Regions from separate parts of the Mus musculus genome. Here all the other regions are linked to region 1. The links are chromatin contacts, called in public Hi-C and HiChIP or PLAC-seq maps. All regions are on one chromosome and are shown on one strand. Each heading gives the region's core, a stretch centred on a gene start, on an enhancer-like site or on the middle of the called end of the contact. The rest is flanking DNA. Distances are from core to core; before and after follow the strand shown. Region 1 holds the start of Zfhx3 (zinc finger homeobox 3). Region 2 has its middle 63 kb from the start of Gm34675. Region 3 overlaps D030068K23Rik (RIKEN cDNA D030068K23 gene). Region 4 has its middle 4.9 kb from the start of Gm34675. Region 5 holds the start of D030068K23Rik (RIKEN cDNA D030068K23 gene). Region 6 overlaps Gm51549 (a long non-coding RNA gene). Region 7 has its middle 62 kb from the start of D030068K23Rik.

The links. A called contact is a pair of places that touch in the nucleus more often than the background predicts. HiChIP or PLAC-seq counts read pairs in DNA pulled down with a chosen protein or histone mark.
Region 2: an H3K4me3 HiChIP or PLAC-seq map of embryonic forebrain shows a contact between it and region 1, with 9 times the contacts expected there. The contact joins the enhancer-like site here to the promoter of Zfhx3 in region 1. A contact is called at or near these places in 3 of 39 promoter capture datasets (cranial neural crest, frontonasal cranial neural crest and hippocampal neurons), 9 of 484 Hi-C or Micro-C datasets (the MC3T3-E1 cell line, the N1E-115 cell line, cerebellar granule neurons and 6 more), 12 of 115 datasets of contacts at active chromatin or transcription factors (astrocytes, craniofacial prominence, differentiating embryonic stem cells and 9 more) and 1 of 9 other capture datasets (embryonic tail).
Region 3: a contact with region 1 is called in a FOXA1 HiChIP or PLAC-seq map of pancreatic cancer cells. The contact joins the enhancer-like site here to the promoter of Zfhx3 in region 1. A contact is called at or near these places in 3 of 484 Hi-C or Micro-C datasets (adipose-derived mesenchymal stem cells and embryonic fibroblasts) and 6 of 115 datasets of contacts at active chromatin or transcription factors (craniofacial prominence, embryonic hindbrain, embryonic midbrain and 3 more).
Region 4: a contact with region 1 is called in an H3K4me3 HiChIP or PLAC-seq map of embryonic forebrain, with 5 times the contacts expected there. The contact joins the enhancer-like site here to the promoter of Zfhx3 in region 1. A contact is called at or near these places in 7 of 115 datasets of contacts at active chromatin or transcription factors (craniofacial prominence, embryonic basal ganglia, embryonic forebrain and 4 more).
Region 5: a contact with region 1 is called in a Hi-C map of embryonic fibroblasts, with 2.0 times the contacts expected there. The contact joins the promoter of D030068K23Rik here to the promoter of Zfhx3 in region 1. A contact is called at or near these places in 1 of 484 Hi-C or Micro-C datasets (embryonic fibroblasts) and 1 of 115 datasets of contacts at active chromatin or transcription factors (bone marrow-derived macrophages).
Region 6: a contact with region 1 is called in an H3K4me3 HiChIP or PLAC-seq map of embryonic hindbrain, with 2.4 times the contacts expected there. The contact joins the enhancer-like site here to the promoter of Zfhx3 in region 1. A contact is called at or near these places in 2 of 39 promoter capture datasets (liver and pre-B cells), 1 of 484 Hi-C or Micro-C datasets (palatal mesenchyme) and 9 of 115 datasets of contacts at active chromatin or transcription factors (bone marrow-derived macrophages, craniofacial prominence, differentiating embryonic stem cells and 6 more).
Region 7: a Hi-C map of liver shows a contact between it and region 1, with 2.1 times the contacts expected there. The contact joins the enhancer-like site here to the promoter of Zfhx3 in region 1. A contact is called at or near these places in 2 of 39 promoter capture datasets (the HPC-7 cell line and liver), 13 of 484 Hi-C or Micro-C datasets (the HL-1 cell line, brown adipocytes, embryonic fibroblasts and 5 more) and 7 of 115 datasets of contacts at active chromatin or transcription factors (bone marrow-derived macrophages, craniofacial prominence, embryonic forebrain and 3 more).

Annotation. Positions count from the first base shown.
Region 1 is chr8:108,713,278-108,715,941 of GRCm38.p6, reverse strand. Zfhx3 (zinc finger homeobox 3) reads right to left here and starts at 1,298. Exons shown (of 10, transcript NM_007496.2): 1 at 612-1,298.
Region 2 is chr8:108,245,305-108,247,968 of GRCm38.p6, reverse strand. No RefSeq gene overlaps it. Among named protein-coding and RNA genes, the nearest start is that of Gm34675, 63 kb to the left of the region's middle. RefSeq lists an enhancer at 1,138-2,664. Within about 2 kb of position 1,373, at least 22 of the 459 cell types and tissues checked have an H3K27ac peak or open chromatin away from gene starts, as enhancers often do. A contact at or near this core is called in the N1E-115 cell line and embryonic forebrain, where this site is marked.
Region 3 is chr8:109,154,357-109,157,020 of GRCm38.p6, reverse strand. The region is part of intron 2 of D030068K23Rik (RIKEN cDNA D030068K23 gene); the gene reads right to left. The region is part of intron 1 of 4922502B01Rik (RIKEN cDNA 4922502B01 gene); the gene reads left to right. Among named protein-coding and RNA genes, the nearest start is that of D030068K23Rik, 80 kb to the right of the region's middle. Within about 2 kb of position 1,315, at least 70 of the 459 cell types and tissues checked have an H3K27ac peak or open chromatin away from gene starts, as enhancers often do. A contact at or near this core is called in adipose-derived mesenchymal stem cells, embryonic fibroblasts, fibro-adipogenic progenitors and 1 more, where this site is marked.
Region 4 is chr8:108,313,205-108,315,868 of GRCm38.p6, reverse strand. It overlaps a transcript of Zfhx3 not described here. Among named protein-coding and RNA genes, the nearest start is that of Gm34675, 4.9 kb to the right of the region's middle. Within about 2 kb of position 1,323, at least 7 of the 459 cell types and tissues checked have an H3K27ac peak or open chromatin away from gene starts, as enhancers often do. A contact at or near this core is called in embryonic forebrain, where this site is marked.
Region 5 is chr8:109,073,883-109,076,546 of GRCm38.p6, reverse strand. It overlaps D030068K23Rik (RIKEN cDNA D030068K23 gene), which reads right to left and starts at 1,325. Exons shown (of 10, transcript NR_126329.1): 1 at 1,179-1,325; 2 at 803-1,073.
Region 6 is chr8:108,385,993-108,388,656 of GRCm38.p6, reverse strand. The region is part of intron 1 of Gm51549 (a long non-coding RNA gene); the gene reads left to right. It also overlaps a transcript of Zfhx3 not described here. Among named protein-coding and RNA genes, the nearest start is that of Gm51549, 6.7 kb to the left of the region's middle. Within about 2 kb of position 1,301, at least 57 of the 459 cell types and tissues checked have an H3K27ac peak or open chromatin away from gene starts, as enhancers often do. A contact at or near this core is called in bone marrow-derived macrophages, where this site is marked.
Region 7 is chr8:109,011,550-109,014,213 of GRCm38.p6, reverse strand. No RefSeq gene overlaps it. Among named protein-coding and RNA genes, the nearest start is that of D030068K23Rik, 62 kb to the left of the region's middle. Within about 2 kb of position 1,358, at least 17 of the 459 cell types and tissues checked have an H3K27ac peak or open chromatin away from gene starts, as enhancers often do. A contact at or near this core is called in embryonic forebrain and liver, where this site is marked.

The DNA of each region.
Region 1 (2,664 bases), core at 49-2,548:
AAAAATCTTACCTTTCCTTCGTACTTCCCGCCCCCCAAAATAAATGCTGTACCGGTTCTGGCAGAAGAACAAACCGAAATTAGAGAGCAGCCAGGCCAAGATGATCTCCATAGGTCCCGCCAGCTCTGCCCTGATTCTCTCTTTAATTACTCCCCAAACAGGCACATTCTTCACATTGCTGCAAACTGACCAGCGACTTCTAACACACTCTCACTCTCTCTCTCTCTTTCCTTCATAACCGCCCCCCCCCCCGGCAGCTGAAGGTGTGTTTTAGACCAAAGAATCCAAAGTTCTCAATGGCACCAGTACCCCCAAGTATTAACAAGGTAGGAACTAACCCAAAAGCAGGAGGAGGAGGAGGAGGAGGAGGTCGGGAAGGAAAAGCAAGAGGAGATAGGAGGAAGAACGTACTCTGGTGCCCAGCAGACTCTAAGCCACTCTCTCCCCAGGTAGGTTCCTCCTGGAGTCTAGGAGTTCAAGTGCATCCAAGCCTGCCCTTCCCCCACACGCCCCAAGAGAATGGGAAGTTCAGCCAAGACTCACTCGCAGCACCTGCCTCCAGCGCTAGGCCGGCTGCGAGCGGCGCGGCGGGGGAGGGAGGCTGCACTCACCTGGCACACAAAGCCTCCGTACACCTCAGGAGGAAGGAGGCACTCGGAGGTCCGGGGGCCACCACGCCGGGCAGCGCGACAACGGGAGATTCCAGTGGCAGCGGAGCCCCGAACTTACCCACCCCAGGCGGCATTCTCCCCACCTCCCGCTGCCCCCCGGGCTCGGCGGTGGCGCAGGCTAGGAGCGAGGGGCCTGGCGGCAGGGGCGGGGCGCGCATGGTGGCGGCCCGGGGCTGGCGATCTGCGGGCTGCCCCGGGGAGGGAGGTCCCCCAGGCGCGGCGGGGATTCACCCACGGGGCGCGGCGCTGCGTCCCGGTCCCCGTCCCGGCCTGCCCGCCTCTCTCCTCCTCCTGCGCCGCCCGCTCGCCCGCCCGCCCGCCCGGAATCGCTTTATGTAAATGAAGCTCAACTCGCAGTTTGCAGCGCGCACCGCCCGAGGAAGGGGGGCGGGCGGGGCGGGGGGCCTTCGGGGATCCACATTACACAGCAACAAAGCGGAAGGTTAATTTGAAACTCACAGCCCCGCAGCCTCTCGGCTCCCCGGGCAAAGCCTGACATCTACAGTCGCGCTGGGCGCAGGCCGGGCTGCTCGCGGTGGCCGCGCCCGCGCGCCTGCGGGGACCTGGGGACATAGACGCACAAACACACAGGAGCAGGGCCGGAGCTGCCGGGCCCGGGCTCCCAGCACCAGCCTTGGAGGCGGCCTGGGCCGCACTCGCCTGGGGACAGGAGCCTTGGCTGCCCTGGCCTGCACCAACCCAGGAACCGGCCCGGCAGGAACAAAGCCGCGTCCCCGCGAGGCACTGACCGCACCGCTCATCAAAAGTCAAAGGCCGGCCTGGAAGAAACGGACGCGCCTTCGGCCACCCCCAGTCTCTCCCCCAAAAGAGAAGAACAAGCAGTCGGGGCCTCCGAACCCTGATCCATCAGTCTCTGGGCCCTGTCCACGTCAGAGCCAGGCCACTCTAACATGGGGACTTTAGCCAATGTGGACAGGAATTTATTTGAAACACACACCCATCCTATTAACTGCTTCACAGAGCACTTCTGTTTTTCAGCTGCAGAAACTTACGAAAACATCCCCTACTCACTCACTCTCCATTGAGAGTTTAAGGACAGTTTCTAAGGAGAGGGGGAGAAGAGGAGAGCAAGAAACGACTAGAAAAGGCCAAGCAGCCTGGAACCACCCGCTGTCAGGATCAGGAGACTGCCCTTAGGAGCCACAGAGCATTTCAGACAGGGCAAGAAAGGTGGCCCGGCTCAAGACGATTCTACCACCAGGATCAAACCCAACGGGGCTACCTCGGCTGGTCACAGCGACAGCTGGGCACTTCTAGGTCTCCCAAGGTTCACCTTTGGCGTTCTGTTATGCAAAGGCAGGCCCCCTTGAAATCTCACCGGAAGGCTCCAGTCCTCTCAGACAGAATTCCACCCTCCTCCTAAATCTAGTCTTCATTCCCAGCATAGAAAGACACCTGCTTTTTCTCTTTCTGAAAACCAGCCACCCAGGCTGCCCCCGGCAGCCGCGAGTCTTTTCCTACTGCACAATAATGAACCATGCAAGTGTTAGAAATATAATAAGCTCACCCGGCGAAGAGCAGAATGTATGGAATCGTATTTGCATTAAACACACACTAACAGGGAGGAAAGGGGGAGGCTTGCTTGGTGAAAACTACAGGGCCCCAATGTAGGAAGCATTTTGGTACAATAGAATTCGGTTTCAAATCGATGTAAATACCTAACCTGTTGGGCGCAGTCTGTTACCCTGTCTATATTTTAGCACAAGAAAAAAAAAAAAGATTGCAATCGCCGTCTCCCTTCCCCCACCCCAAGCTAGGACCTTGGGAGAAAAGAGCTGCCTCTGGGGAATCATGTCTGATTAGGGACAAAGGAGGGCAGAGGCCAAATTTAGTCAAACTTGGGGAAGGGGGAGAGCAGGTCTGGGGGGGTTGGGGGAGGATGGGTTTTTGAGCCAGAGTATGGCCTCCATAGACCTGCTTCAGGCTGCCTGACCTCGGGCTCAAGAACAGGTGGTGTTTTCAAAACACACTG
Region 2 (2,664 bases), core at 124-2,623, 470 kb after region 1:
CCCCTGCCCCCACGCTCCCTTCTCCTTTCAGCTTCTCTCTGAAAGAGTGATGGATCCAGACATACAAACTGTAAATAAACGTGAATGACCCTGTCTCCATAGCCCCCACCTCCCCTTCTGCTGCCAAAGAAAACTGGGAGGGAAGGAAGAGAGAGAGAGAGAGAGAGAGAGAGAGAGAGAGAGAGAGAGAGAGAGAGAGAGAGAGAGAGATCCTGACTTCCTCACAGGTAATTAAAGGGACTATTTTCAAGGTTGCATGGGCAAAAGACAATTCAGTCCTAATGAAGCATCGATCGACTGGCACTAAGGTAGAAAGGGGCTGACATTCATTCAAAGGTACCTTTAACTGATGGAGCACACTGCACCAGGAATTGCTCCTTCTCTGCTGTCATTCCCTGGGACCTGAGTTGGGGGGGGGGGGGGATGGGGGGGAGGGGAAAGTTTGCTTTAAATTTGTTTTATTTCCATGTTGCTGCAAATGCATGTGTCAGACTGTTTTCTTTCCTTTAAAAAAAAAAATTGGAATGCACTAATGTCCAATCTGGGTGGTATTAAGGGACCGGGTTTCCTTTGCTTAGGGTCAATTTTCTTCATTAGTGAGCTTTAAAAGCTCACCCATTATGCCTGCTGGTCAGGAATGAATGAGACCAGTGATGGCCAAGCACGGGCTCCTCCGGCAGGTTGGGGCACTGTGGTCTGACTGGAAACTCAAACTGGTTTCATTCCACCCGTTTGGTGACTCACTTGGACTGGTGTGGGTCATACTGTGGAGAAACAGCAATCTTATGGAGGGAAAAGGAGTTGAGGACGGAAGACCAGTCTCTATCCAAGGGGTGGTGCCAGTGTGGCCAGGACCCAGAGTGCTTTTCAGAATCAGGTCTTTGAGAACAGAGCCAGCAAGGTGGGGTTTTAAAGTTAACAGATTGACACTAGGCAGAGGCCTGGAGTGACGGTGCCATAGAAGAGCCAGGCCAGTGCCATCTGCCAGCCCACCTGGGGGACACTTCCCCAAGCCCCCTTAGCTCTCTGGACACGGTTTCCGGTGTTTCTCATGATCGCTTAAACTGTTTGTATTCAGACCCCTTTTGAATGGTGATGAGAGTACACAAAAATGATAGTCATGCCGAGAAGTCGGGGTGGATGACAGGGGAGGAGAGACTACTGATCCCGGAACAAGTTGAAATTGGGGGGGGGAGGGCGGCGCTTGCCACGGCCCCACTCCCCCTCCTGCCTTTTCAAGAGTCTCTGCAAGCAACAATAGCAGGCCCCTTCAGAACCAGAAACACAAAGGGAATTTGCTGTGGTTCAGTCCCCACAGTGAGGCCCTTCGGAAGCTGAACACAGTCACTTTTTCTTCCCCTGATAAAAATAAGCGACGGGAGGGTGGGCAGACGGGAATTCTCCTGTACGCCCCCCTCACCGACATCCAGGGTACAATAAGCTGAAGAGAAGGGGGCCTCTCTGACAGAACGTTTCAAATCACAGGCCCTGGCTCACATGCTCTGTCTTTCTTCTCCCCTTTCTCAGAATTTATCATTGTTTCTTGATTTGGCTCTTAATTTTGGTTTGGTTTTGGAAGGAAAGGATGGCAGGGTCTATTATTTAACTCGATAAATAGCATTAGCGTACCGCCTGGCTGCCTCCCCGTCTCTCCCTCTCTCTCTCTCTCTCTCTCTCTCTCTCTCTCTCTCTCCTATTTATTCATTTGTGTTTACATTTCTAAGACATCCCTTTAGCTGAAGGAGGACACTTCCCACATATTGCAGGATTGGCCATTAATGCAAACGGGTAATTTATCGGCTCACACAGCCTCTGAAGTTGAATTTTGTAAAGAAAATCTGGGGCTTAGTATTCTAGGGTTTGTCGCCTCTGTATGCATTTACTTTGTAATTTTCTTCCCTTTATCTTTGAAACAGTTCCTAACATTTCTATTTATCAATTTGATGAGATTTCATTGTAGTTTTTATTTATTTACTTGCATAAACCAAAGCGCAGGTCACCACACAGAAGCAAAGAGCTGTGTACAGAGCACCTGGTGACATTTTTAAAAAGAAGAATCCCCCTTACCCCCCCCCCCCCCAAACCTGGCTAAACTGGAGCCCAGCCGATCCTATCTGCATTAATTTGGCTGAACAACAAGATACTGCCGAGGACAAGCGGAGTACAGCAGTTCGGAGTTCCCAGAATTGGCCCAGCTCAGCCGGAACAATGGCAGCTTCCTATTCACCTTAACCCGGCTTTTCAGAAGAGCATCCCCAGAAACACAAAAGCATCAGCGGGAAATGGCAATTTTTATGAATCCTAATCAATCAAAGGGCTTATTAACTCAATGTGAAGCCAGATTAAAATCTTTAATTATAAATCGTGCTAAAAGGAAAAACAAAATGTACTTATGCTACATTGAAAATTCCGGATATTAACATAGTTGCTATTATCTCGCAATATTACCCTCAACCCCCCCTCAATCTTGCCCCACCCCACAACAGCCTCATCTTTTTCTAGGACTAAAGAACAGGGCTCTACAACCCATTTCACAACCCCGTCGCCATCCTCGATTTATTAAAATATATTCTTTTCTCCCTCCTATGCGTCCAATAGGTTGCCGGGAAGCTGCTTTGGTGTTACAGGAATAGAAGACCCGTTAGGGAGCACCAGGCAGGCAGC
Region 3 (2,664 bases), core at 66-2,565, 440 kb before region 1:
ACCTAACATATATTTTAATGTATTTGTTTTTATTTAAACAAATCACACTTGTATTAAAATGGATTTTTATATCAAAGTATTCATCTTCTTTGTTCTTTTATCCTTAAAAGTTAGGGTACTAAACGCAATTATAAACAAAGTTATCCGAGGTGATTTAAAGGCCCAGTTGGCAAAATGTCTTATGTTTGATGAACTGCATGCTTTATGTTGTTTAAACCTCGTTCAATTGCTTTGCTAAAAGTAAGTAGCAACTCCGAGCACGCCATCTGGTGAGGGTCTCTCTTTGGACCAAGCCGGAAAAGGAAGTAAAGGAATTTTCATTTATTCCATAGTTGTGGTTGCAAAACTGCAATCACAATATGTTTCTAATGCAATAATATAAGTGGGGCTTCAGAGCTCAGAGACCTCGTGAGATCTGATTCAAAGGTCTGGAATATTTAAGGCCGTATCTCATCACCAGGGGAAGGAAGGCTGTTTCCGTTTCTAGCTTTCCTATGACTTGGAAGAAAGAAATAATAATCCAGGAAATTGAAGTCTATGAGCTGGAAAATATGAATTTGATCTTTTAAAAAGCATTCATTAAAAAAATAATAATAGGTGGTTCCTTAATGATAGACCACGGCCCATCAGAGACGTCTAAGGAGAAGATAATCAGATGGGATCTGATGGCGTCACTGTGTGTGCACATCTCTGCTGATACAAAATGCTGAAACTGGTTCTTCTTCTGTCTTTTCATTTTGTTTTGTTAATAATGATTTTTGTCCAAGCCTTGATCCAGTCCAATGACTAGAGAATGGAACTTCCCCCCAGCTCTCTGGGGACTCCATTCCAGAGACTAATAGATTTCACTGTCAGAAAACATTTCCCGGATTCCGTCTTAAATTTCCGTTACTTAATTTCATCCCAGTACTTAACCATAAAGCCTCTTAACCTACCTTTAAAGTGACTTGACTTCCATGATGTTTACGTCTTTTGAATATTTGTGAAGTGCTGTAACTGGACGTAATAGAAAAAATGAACGAACAACATGTTTTCCTTTAATCTTTCGGTGTAAGTTAAAGTCTGAAGCTTGCCCTACATTTATTTTCTAGTTTGAACATTAGGCAATTTGCTTAACTGAATCAAGTGTGGGGCCACAAACTGGTATTCTCATTGTGATCTCGGCAGTGCTAGTAAAAGAACTTAGCTTCCAGCGATGTGATGCGGAGCTCTTAGATGTACATACTAAAATCTCACTGACTGATCTCACCGAGGACCGTGTTGCGAGACCATACATAATTTGCTGACACTATCATCACGAATCAAGTCCCTTGGCAGTACGACTTGCCAAGCACCGTCTAGGCTGCCAACAGAATGACTGTGTTTCTGTTTATTCTCTCCAGATGTACTTTCTAGCTGCATTTTTCCAGGTTGAATCACATTTCATTTCCTGCCCATATTTCTAACCACTTTAGGTCTCTTTTATGTGCCCTCTCTGGTTTTGTCAACACCATCCGATTCACCATCGTCTGTAAATTAAATTAACATGATGTGTACCCTCTCGTATAAATCATTAATGAAGTTTCTCTACAATTTGGTTTTTTAATCTGATCCTACTTAATGTTTGTCGTCCTCATGTTTTCTTAAGACTATAGCACTTCCGCCATATAATACGTTGTTTTACTTGCGAATGGCAGACTAACACAGATAAAGCTCAGAGCTGCTATTTCCTTCTTGAGTATTAGTGTAAAATTATCTTTATTGTTGAACAAGATGAGGTTTTACTTACAGTCCTCTGTCCCTCATAATTGCTACATTTTTCATCAGTGGTCTCATACCACATGGTGACATAAAATTGTCAAAAGAATCTTCAGGACAAATTTTACTGTGCAGGGAGCTATTTTAATCTTGTATCACAATTTACAGTAATACCATTCTGCCATTAAAAAAAAAGAAAAGAAAAGAAAAAATGTTTTCATTTCAACTATTTGGAATCAGTAAGCTGAATCAAGATGAACGGTTCCTAGAAAATAAGTGTTTCATTGTTTTTTTCATTTATAGCTGCTGTTTCTTTTTATTTTGTCAGTTATTTTTAAATCCTCTGCTATTCTAAAAACTACTTTTAAACTTTAGCCTTGAATTGGGCGTAGTAATACACACCTTCAGTCCTAAACTCAGGAGAAAAAAGCAGGTGGATCTCAAGGCGGGCCTGGTCTACGTAGAGAGTTCCAGATCAGCAGGGCAGCAGGGGCTACAAAGTGAGACACACACACACTCTCTCTCTCTCTCTCTCTCTCTCTCTCTCTCTCTCTCCATATATATATATATACACACACATACATACATATACACATACACATACACACACACACACACACACACACACACACACACACACATATAAATTTGGGGTCTTAATGGGTCAACGTGCTTACCACCAGGCATGATGATCTGACTTTGTTCCCTAGAATTAGAGTTGATTCCTAGAGCTTGTTCTCGAACTTCTACAGGTATCCTGTTGCGTGCACCCTTACACATACATAAAACATACACACGCTAAATATAAAAGGAAAAGATAACACGTATTTTATAAGAAAAGCCTCTTCTTTCCCATAGGGGCAACCCTTGGTATGAGCTTTATGAAATTATAATTTATCCATGTAATCCCACAGCCAGGCAGCAATG
Region 4 (2,664 bases), core at 74-2,573, 400 kb after region 1:
TGAAGCCAGTGATGCTGGGAACCACGTACCTGCTAAGCAACCCCCAGACAATGGTGCTTTGCCACTCTGAACAATCATCTTTATGGTTCTGGTTCATTTTTCCCTACTCTGGGGTCAGTCGTTTAGTTATTAAAATATATTCAACACGTCAAGAAACAGTATTAATGCATTATATTACTTTGGGCAGAGAAATAAACATTTATGATGACACAGGATAGACCCATTGCATCCAGTACACCTGTGGTTGTTTTTTTTTGTTTTTTGTTTTTTGTTTTTTTTTGTTTTTTTCTCTAAGTGCCTTTGCTTAGGAAGAGCCATCAACTATCATTGAAAATTAGTAATAATTTAAAAATAGTCTTGAAGAATTAAAGGAAGAAGGGAGAAGAGAGGAGGGAGGGAAGGAAGGAGGGAAGGAGAGGGAGGGAGGGAGGGAGGGAGAGAGAGAGAGAGAGAGAGACTGGCTGACTCTGACTCCGAATAAGAGGAAGGGAGAAAGAGGAAGGTTAAGCTCAAAGGCAGAGAGAGCGAAATGGACCAGATTATACAAAATTAAAAAGCAAACACGAGCAGACAATTTGTGTGGAGTGATTGCAAGCAATTACAGTCTGGCTTTTCTGGAGGGAAGGTAGGGGGAGGGGTGGTTTCCGCTTAAAAGGAGACTTTATTCGGCCTGATCAGCTTTGCCTACGTGGTCCTCTTTTATTCTTAGATACCAATTTAAAAAAGAGAAGAAGGAAAAAAAGAGAGAGAGAGAGAAGAAGAAGTCAGCTTTCAGATCTAACGTGTTCACCCCCGTGAATCCACCCTGGGGGCAGAGAGCAAGAATTTAAGCTTCCAATTGGTCCTTTCTATAGCCCTGAAAACCAATTTGTTCATAAAGAATCAAATAAGGCAGGGGTGGGGGGAGGGGAAACATAACAAGAGCATGTGTTTCTTTTGGAGGAGAGCTTCAATTTCACTCTAATTGTCTAAAGACGGGGCCGCTTTGATCTGAAGAATTATCTTTGGGCCTCCAAACGATGGCTGCTAATGTCACAGCTGTGCTGAGGCTTGGTCACACTGGGGAGCTTGGGGGTCCAACCTAGTCCCAGGCCCACCCCTAGTTCCATCTTTCCTTATCTTCCCTTTGTCTGGACAGAAAAGTTTCTTCGCTTCTGTGTCCCTAATCCCTGAAAGGCCACTAGTCAGTTGGCTTTGTTTAGGTTCCTTAGTGGCAAAGGCCACTGGGTAAGCAACATGACAGGGGTGGTGAAAGCAAGGTAGGAGCAGGCAGTCTGATGGTCACAGAGCAGGTAGGGCTGGGTGTGGATGTGCCCAAGAGGGCCAGCGTCTGTCTTGCTCCACACTGCTCTTGGCCTTGGGTACGTCCTCAGCTTGGGCTAGGGCAAAACATGAACGGTCTTGATGCTGGTGAGGAGCACAGAGAGAATGCTTCCTGGAATTTTCTCTGACTGCTGTGCTCTGAATAGCTGTTCTCCGTCTCCCTAGCCTGTGCCATGATAAAACAGCAGGCATCCCAGGGTACAGCACAAAGCAATCAGCCTCTCAGTAGACGAAGAGCAAGCACTGAATTTAGGAGCTGAGAGCTGAGATGTCTTCAGTGTTTTCCTTCCGGTTGGAATGGGGATCAGCAGGTGATGAGCAGAGTCTTCGTCCTGTGAGGTAGACCTGGAATGATTCCCTCCATGTTTAGCCCTGTGTTTCTTATCTCAGAACCTTGTATTGTAATTTGGAAAACAACACACACACACACACACACACACACACACACACACACACACACACACACACAAAGCAAATGAAATGAAATGAAATGATATCTGGGGTTGTGGAAAAGAAAACATTGGTGGCAAATCATTAAGGATTAGATTTAGGCCCCGAGCAAGTCTAGTTTCCAAAGTAGCAGCACAGTTCATGATTGTGCACATCCTGAATCTCCGAAGTTTAAGTGCCTTCCACACCCTTAAGGCATCCCTATCGTCATGGTCCAAGATGACTGCCCCTGACTCCCAAGCAGCAAAAGAGAAGAAACAAAGAAGGGACACACTAACACACACAGCTCAGGAAAGGTCCATGCATATTTGCGTACTCCCATTTAGCTGCAAAGCAGAGTGGGACAAGTAGTCCTTATGTGTGGCCACCATGTCCCCAATAATGAAAAGTATTACATGGCTATGAGAGACGGGAGAAGGAATATAGGAGATAAGGGTATCTGTCAAAAGGGCCCTGGTTACAAATCCATAGCTTTCCACTTGGTCTGAGCTTCTACAGAGTCAGTTAAGACTTATCTACAGAACTTGACAGCAGTATTCTCCTTTCTGGCTTGATCAGATAGACAGGAGGGGAATGAAAGAAGCACCTATATGTCAGTATGTTAGAAAGCAAGTGACACCAACACCTTCGAGGTAAGAAAGGAAGGCCTCTCTAACCCAAAGAATCGGTGAGGTCCTTATCTGTGGACCATTCTTCAAGTGCTTAAGGATACAGAGCAGAGGCCCCCATCCTATTCATCACCCAGCCCCACTCCTTGATTAGATAAGTCCTTGAAAAAGGTAATCCTTACCTGTGAGCCAGCTGGGTAAGATCAAGCCACCAAAGAAGCTACAAGTGGACTGCCACCACCCAGAAGGAGACCGGTGGGCTGACAAGGGATGCACAAGGGTA
Region 5 (2,664 bases), core at 76-2,575, 360 kb before region 1:
GTGCCAAAGGATGTCCTGGTCCAGGAATTATCAGATCTTTTTCTGTAAAGGCTAAGATGGTGTCTGTCAGGTGCAGAAGCAGTCCTAGATAATAAACTAAATACTGTGACAGTAAATACCAACAGAACTTTACTTATAAATGGCAACAAAACAATTTTAAAGCCAATTAAAAAAAAAAGGAAGCCATTTTTCCCAACATGCATAAAGCAGCAGCCATTTTATAAAAGAAAAGCATCTAGTTGGGTTTTGTGCTTAATTATTTCTACTTAAAATATATATACAATAATATTTTTAGAGCCCTAGGGAATCCATAGTTTACAGATGAGTATAGTTACAGATGAGTCAACTTTTAAAAGTGACACGTTTTCTTTGTATGTGCCATATTCTCAAGAAAACCTCCACCTTTTTTTTTTCCTGGTTTGTAAGGGGGACTGTGATCTCCTCCACTTACAAAAATAATATTTAAGAATCTGTTTAGGTACTCACATTGAATAATCAAATTGGGGATCCCCAAGGAGGGAATCTGATGAGAGCTCTTAATGATATATCTCAAATCTCCTGATTTCAAGGGAAATTAAATATTTAGGTTGGGGGAGGGGCGTAATAATACACTGAGAAGCTACAGGTTAGTAGTGAGGTTCCAATAAGTCACTAATTTTATGCATCAGGTCAAGGATCAGAGGCGGTTTCCAAGAGATATTTAGTCTTTCCAAATTCTAAGTCTTCATAACCCAAATAGACTTATGTATCACTAGGGTTTGCCCAAGAACAAAATAATTGCGTTTTCAAAGGATTAACTTACATTTTGCAGCACGTTGCAGAGTGTTTCCAACTTATGGTTTTGAGCAGGAAGGTCTGGGAGACCAGCAGCATCCTTTCTTCAAGAAAGTTCTGGGCTCAGTTTGTGAAGGGTGCTGGTGGTAGTGTGCTCGTTAGGCTGCTTGAGAGCCTTTCCCATCATTTTCAGACGCACTGAGAAAAGTATCTGATGGTGATGGAGACACGGATGTGATGAGAGAAGTCAGTGGGGTGTAAACCACAACTGGGAAAGGTGTGGAGCGCGCGCGGGAACCCTGCGGAAGGTTACAAGCAGAGCATCCCTCAGGAGCGTAAATGAGGGAAAGGCACCCCGGCTTGGAGGAACAGACCTAAGGTGAAAACCAAGAAGCTGGCGTCACCTCTCTGAGGAGGTTTGCTGCTGGTCGCTCCAGCACGCTTTTCCTCACTTGCTCACGCCCAAGACCGCAGTCTCCCTCAGTTGTAGGATTCCATCCATCCCTGAAGATGCCAAAGATTCAAAACAGAGCGCTTGTCCCGGACGCTCTGGAGTGAAAGACAGATGAGCCAATGGAAGCTCAGCTTGGGCCAGACGTGGGGGGCGTGGCTAAGGTGGGCGGGCCTATTGAGTTGATTTCTGGCTGGCTGGTGATGAACTAAGTTTCTAGCCTTTGGCCTCTGGGGTCTTGAAGGTAACCCTGAGACTGAGCTAGGAACAGCAGGAGTTCGCCTCCTTTCTCCTCTCTCACCAGACTAGTTACCTGTGTAGTAAGACTCTGCGAAGGGTTTCCCTAAGGTAAGCATATGGCCATATACCTTTATAGAAGGTTACGAAAGTCAGTGATCCACTTTGTCAAACACACAAACTTGAAAGAACGGATGAATCTGTGAACTTCCCGTAGCTTACGGAACAATGTTTATTTTTGCTGTTTAGCTGCAGTCCATTTTTCTGCCATTAAATATCGGGTGCCATCTGCGTTCCAGAGACATGAGGTTTTCTCCAACTACTTGAGACTCCTCAACGACGAGGGCCACCAGGCCCCACTAAATTGCAGTTCTTTCTAATCCCAGAATTCTGTCTGACTAAGGGACAAAGAGTTAGATTGTTTATATTTTCTGTAACACTCAAAGGTTCTGGGGCTTAATTTTTTTTTTTTTTTTTTTTGTCTCTAATGGAAAGATCTACTGGTGGTTTGAGCCAAACCATTTCCAGAATCAAACCGATTCAGCTGAGTCTCCCCGGTTCTCCTCTGTTTCAGGTGAATATTATCAGGTAGTTAATTGTCTATCAAGTTTATCACTTATACGAAAGAAAGGAAACTTTTTTTTAAAGTGATGGGGTTTTCCAGAAGCGTTTGAGAGACAGACACTTTGTGCTGTTGCAATAAAATCTTGGTTTTAAAAGAACATCCTGAAACAAATCATGAAAGTCACTGTTAATTTCTTGTCATCCAGAAAGCTAAGAGAAACTGTGTGCTCCACTTAATTCTTCTCCAGAAGAATTTCTGCTCCAAATTTAAAATGGAAGGATGTGTTCAAGAAAACGTTAGATTTATGTCTTTAAGTTTCTCACAACTCCTTTCCAAAAATTCTTCAAAACTCTTTGCTGACAAGCACTTTCAGAAATAGCTTAGATGACATTGAATAATTTCCTCTCAACCTGAAGACTTGAAATTTCACAAAATAAAAAATTAAGTATGTTACAATGCTTAGGGATGAAACATTAATGAACTGAGTAATACATTCTTAAGGAGAGGCACTTAAAACACAGGACACCTGCATTATTAGAGCTGTATAATGTGATGCGATTTGATAAATAGGCAGGAGATTATGAAATGTCCAAGAATTCGAGACAGAATGTTCTGGAAGCCGCTTCCTGCCTACACA
Region 6 (2,664 bases), core at 52-2,551, 330 kb after region 1:
GCAGTAATATGAATTACTCAGGCACTGCCTGAGAATTATTCTAGTGGTCTCCCTAAGGTACAGGATGGAAAGAGTTTCGGGGCTGGCTGAAGTGTAAAAGGCAGTAAAAAGATATTTAAGCTCCTTGGGTACTTTCTCTAGCTCTTCCACTGGGGGCCCTGTGTTCCATCCAATAAATGACTGTGAGCATCCACTTCTGTATTTGCCAGGCACTGGCATAGCCTCACACAAGACAGCTATGGAGCAGAAGATGGCCTCGTCGGTCATCATTGGGAAGAGAGGCCCCTATAACTTTATATGCCCCAGTACAGGAGAACGCCAGGGCCAAGAAGTGGAAGTGGGTGAGTAGGGGAGCAGGGCGGGGGAAGGGTATAGGGACAGTATTTGAAATGTAAATAAAGAAAATATCTAATTAAAAAAAAAGATTTTTAAGTTGTATTCCATGAAAAATATTATTAAAGGAATATATAGATGACTAAAACCAACTTGAATCCAAGGGCAGAAACATCAGTGAAGGCTGTGTACAGAATACACACCGCAGTGTGCACACGTACACACTTGTGTGCACTTGCGTTTGAGTCTGAGTGCAGGCACACAGTGCACCTGGTGAGCCAGCTGATTGGCGCCAAGGAAGGAAGGGCGGACAAAAAAAGGTTGAGGGAGCGTTTTCAGAAAAGGGGTCCAATTTATATCCGTTGCCATAATTGGTTTGTTTGTGCAGAGCAGGGCGGGGGTGGGGGGAGAGGGGGCAGCGGGGGAACGTGACGGAGTGAAACACTGGGGGCTTGAGATTCCCCTGCCTCATGAGTTAGAGAGAAATTGTTAGTAACCAAGATGGTCCCGCAGGGGTTCATTAAGTGACTGGCCCTCCACAATATCCTGTCATTTCCAACCTGGATACGTCAACATTAGTCAGCTTGGCTGTATGCAATTGTGTGGCTGCCAGGGCGAGTGAAGGCATGGGGCCGCCCCGCTCACTGGTTTTCTCTGCCTGTTTGTTCCTTTTCTTGGGGATACAGTTAAGTTTTCCACGGGAATTAAGATCCCATGCAATTTTTAAAAACAGGCCCCCAAAGCAAAAAAAAAAAAAAAGGTGCTTTCTTTACTGGAAACACAAATTCGCTCTGACATTCAAAAAGCACCGTGGAGTCAAACAATAGCGAATCCGAGAAAGGATTTGAACTGGGAGGGCGGGAGGTGCCCCCGGAAAAGTCAAAGGAAGCCAGGCCAATACAGCCAAACGGGAACTTCTTAAAGCGCCCTGAAAAGGGGAAGCTGGCAACGGTTGTCTCCAGACTGTGAGGCCTGTCAGCTCCCAGGAAACACAGTGGGCGGGGCTTCAAGGCCAAAGCAAGGGACATATGGACAGAGTGCCAAGACTGTCCTGGTGCTGGGGCGATTGTTGCTTTGGATCTCAGGACGGTCTTGTCTAGGCAAAGATGGAAGAAAACCACTTGTACGGAGCTGCATGTGTGTGTGTATATGTGTGTGTGTGTGTGTGTGTGTGTGTGTGTAGGCCAGAGGTTGACAATGGGTGTCTTCTTTAAACCATTTCCCACTTTATTATTATTTTTGCATGTTTTTTTGCATTATTATTTTCATCGTTTGACAGTTTTATATATGTATATGATGAATTTTTTTAGTCATTTGCATCCCGTTCTCCTCCCCTACTCCCTTCCTGTCCCACTGTCACTCCTCTGGCTAAGTCCCTTTCCTCTGCTCATGTTCTCTCTCTGTGGAGACCATGCATTAAATGAATGAGAGATTCTTGCCCGGGCACGAGTGAGGGGCTATTCATTGGAGCAAGATCAGCTTCTCTGTTTGCTACTGAAGAAAATAACTCTTTCCTCGACAACTGATACTGCCAATAGCTGCTAGGAAAGGGGTGAGGCCTTATGTGCCCCTCCCCCTCCTGTGGTGACTTAGGGACAGGTTGTGCAGGTCCCCCCAGTTTCAGTGTATTCACGAGCTATATGGTGACGTCAGGGCAGAAGACATCTTTTGCTGCAAATCTCCCTCTCCTTGGCTTTTACATCCTTTCCACGCCCTCTTCCTCAGTGTCCCCTGAGCCTTGGTGTTGAGTGCTATAGTTGTCCCCAGTGGGGCTGAGCAATCTATCGCTGATGGTCTCACTTTGACCAGGTATAGGTCTCTGTACTAGCCACCTGAGGCTGTAGTGAGGAACTCCTGTGATGACAGCTGGGCACAGCACTAATGACAAATGACCACTGTGGTTGTGGGTGCTCCTACCCGCTTATTTTTTGAGACGGGTTGCAGGGTCTCTCACAGAACCCGGAGCTTACAGAACTGGCGAGACTGGTTGGCCAGCAAGCCTAGACATCCTTCTGTCTCTGCCTCTTCACTGCCTGGACTCTAGCCTTCATCCTACCTCACGTTTACGTATGCGCTGGAGATCTACACACAGGTCTCCCTGCTCCTGCTGGCTGATCTATCTCCCCCACCTTTGGGCAGAGTTCTAAAAATAAAGTCTCTTAGTGAATCCCACAAACTCAGATCTTAAAACAAACCAACCAAACCAAACCAACCAACCGACCAACCAACCAACCAACCAACCAACCAACCAAAAGAACAAAATAAGGGGGAGAGGTAAGTGCCGTGCCTCAGTGGGAACTCCTCGGTTGCATATGTCATGGGTAAATAGGA
Region 7 (2,664 bases), core at 109-2,608, 300 kb before region 1:
GGCACCAGGCTTAGGGAATGCCCTTTGACCCCAGCTGCTTAAAGCTGTTGACAAACCTAAGCGTCTCGCCTCACCTGCATCCATTAGCAATCTTTAGAGAGATGTTTGCCACCCAATTAGAGAAAAAGATGCATAATATTTTAATTAATATTAACCACCTTAGAGGGAAAACCCAAAGTGCTTCCCAAAAGGCAGGTTGGTGTCCAGCTGAAGACAATATCAACTTACCATTGTCTCTTATGACCTCTGGTAAGATTTGTTTCTGCTTCCGGTCTGAGATGGTAGTGACAGTCTGAGGATAAAGCGCTGTTTCCTTGTGGCATTCCCCTGAGTTAGCTGTACCATGCTCACCTCGTGAGATCATGAGGTGCCCTCACCAAGCATGCTGGGTTTATCATAACAAATAAGGGAAACACCTTCTGCTACTCTGTACCCAAGGGACAGAGGTCCTCACTGTGTTAGGAGTCACTGTGTTAGAAGAGTCAGCAAAGACTCAGGGTGTCTAAGAATGGTCTCTGAAATGGAACCTTGACACGAGGTATTTCCTCACTCGAATGTATAGTCACAACAATGCTGAACGTGGGTGGCCAGTGACCTGGACTTCAGCCCTGTCCAGCATAGAACTTAACGAGTTTTGTGCTTAAACCTAACTCTGCTTAGACTCTCTTCTCTGCTGGAAATTTCCCTACAACCCTTCCTTTGGGTGACTTTAGAACATGATTGGCCTTTGTGAAGTTTTCTAAAACTCTTCCACAAAACAAATTCTGAGTGCAGAGATTGTTAACCTCACAGGATTGCTGGTGTTGGAAGCCTCCTGGTAGTGCAGGGCGCTGAAGGGGAGGCTGCTAAAGTAGTTTGACTCTTCTGTGTTAAAAGTTGGATTCTTACCAGTCCATCTTTTCTTTCCTGAAGTCTGGAAGGCAGTATTGATGCATTGTTCCAGAAAGCCAAAGCCGTAGTGAATCATGGGTAGATTTATTCTTTGAGTACATTTAGCTTTTTACTAGAATTTTATAATTTTTCCTAGCCATTTTTCCTTCTGCTACATCATTCTCAATAAAGAGACAAAATAGTATAAGGAGAACCCAGAGGTTTCTCTGAAGGCTTTATACCATGTTCCTCCTGGGAGTTTTAGGAGATGCTCCGAGCACAGACAGCTCGGAGAGTCACCCTGGCCCAGGGAGTAAAACATGCGCCCTTTGAATCATATGCAACTATTCATTTCTTTCCCCATAGCTGCTTCCAGCGTTTCTTATCTCTTGCCCTACTAAATCATCGAACACACACACACACACACCCCTACCCCTGTCCAGTGCACACAGTAGGGGGGAGGGGGCAAAGAAGACAAAGTCATTTATATAATGTGTCTCCCTGCTGAGCCCCTAATGGCCGAAGCTTTTGTTCTGCATCCAGTGGCTGCCTGTGATGGGCAGGAAGCTGCAGTCTCCCTTTGTTCCGTGGCCTTATTCAGCAATTTAGATCCATCATAAAAATCAAATATGCATGTTGCAATCGCCTTGCGTGCAACAGCTTCAATTTTCACCTTTCTTTAATTTGAACTCCACAGGGGGAAGAGAGAGAAGGAAGGGAAAATGGGGGGTAAGAAAAAAAATTGCTTTGTATTTTTGCTTAGTGGACTGTGAAAATAGTCAGTAATGAAAAAAAATATATATAGATATATATTTTAAATCTCCTAGCTGCATTCCATTCAAAGTGAGACATACCACCAAAGTAGGCCAGTAGAATCCCTCCATAAAATATTCTTAAGCCCTCTGGTTAGCAGTTAGCGCAGTTTTAGACTTGAATGTGAATTAATGACCGAGGAAAAAAGTGTGTATGTGTGCATATGTGTGTATATGTGTGTGTGTATATATATATATATATATATATACATATGATCAGTACAAAGGGCTAGAAAGAGGAGGACTCCTTAGGGTTTGAGGAGTCACCCTGTTGAGAGAGGGACCTTGACATCATTTCTAATTATAGCCCAAAAGAATGTTTCATGTTCAGAGATTGTCACAAGTTTCTTCTGTTTAAGAAAGAAAGAAAGAAAGAAAGAAAGAAAGAAAGAAAGAAAGAAAGACTGACTTTAGGCAAAGGTTCAGAGAGGGAGTAAGCCGTTACATTTTAAGACATAGTTTCTGTCCAAATAAAAATGAATACATTGACAGTGATGTTTTTGTCCATTTATTGATTTGCACACTATATTTAAAATTTTCCCAGAACTTCAAAGGTTGTGTTCCCTAGAGTTCAAATAAATTTACATCAGCAGCTTTGGTATTGATTATTCAGAAAAATACCGAAACCCTTTACCTACTCCATTATTAGACTTGAGCGGTGACTTTCCAGAAGGGGTTTTGCCCTAATAAAAACAATATGGCCAATATTATTTGATTTATTAAAAAAATAAAAGATCTGAAGAACTGGCTCTTTATGCCTGCTTTCACTTAATAATATGGCGTGTGGGGATTTTTTTTCTTTCTCGCTCTCTTTTTTTTTTTTTCCTTTGAGAGACAAGGTCTTACTGTGCAGCCCAGACGTCCCAGCTTCCCAAGTGCTGGGAATACAGGTATGTGACTTATGTTTTGAAGGCTCAGGCCAGCCTTGAACTTATCCAGTTTGAAAGCTCTTTGCCTGCCTGTTCTCAAAACCTGAGCTCTT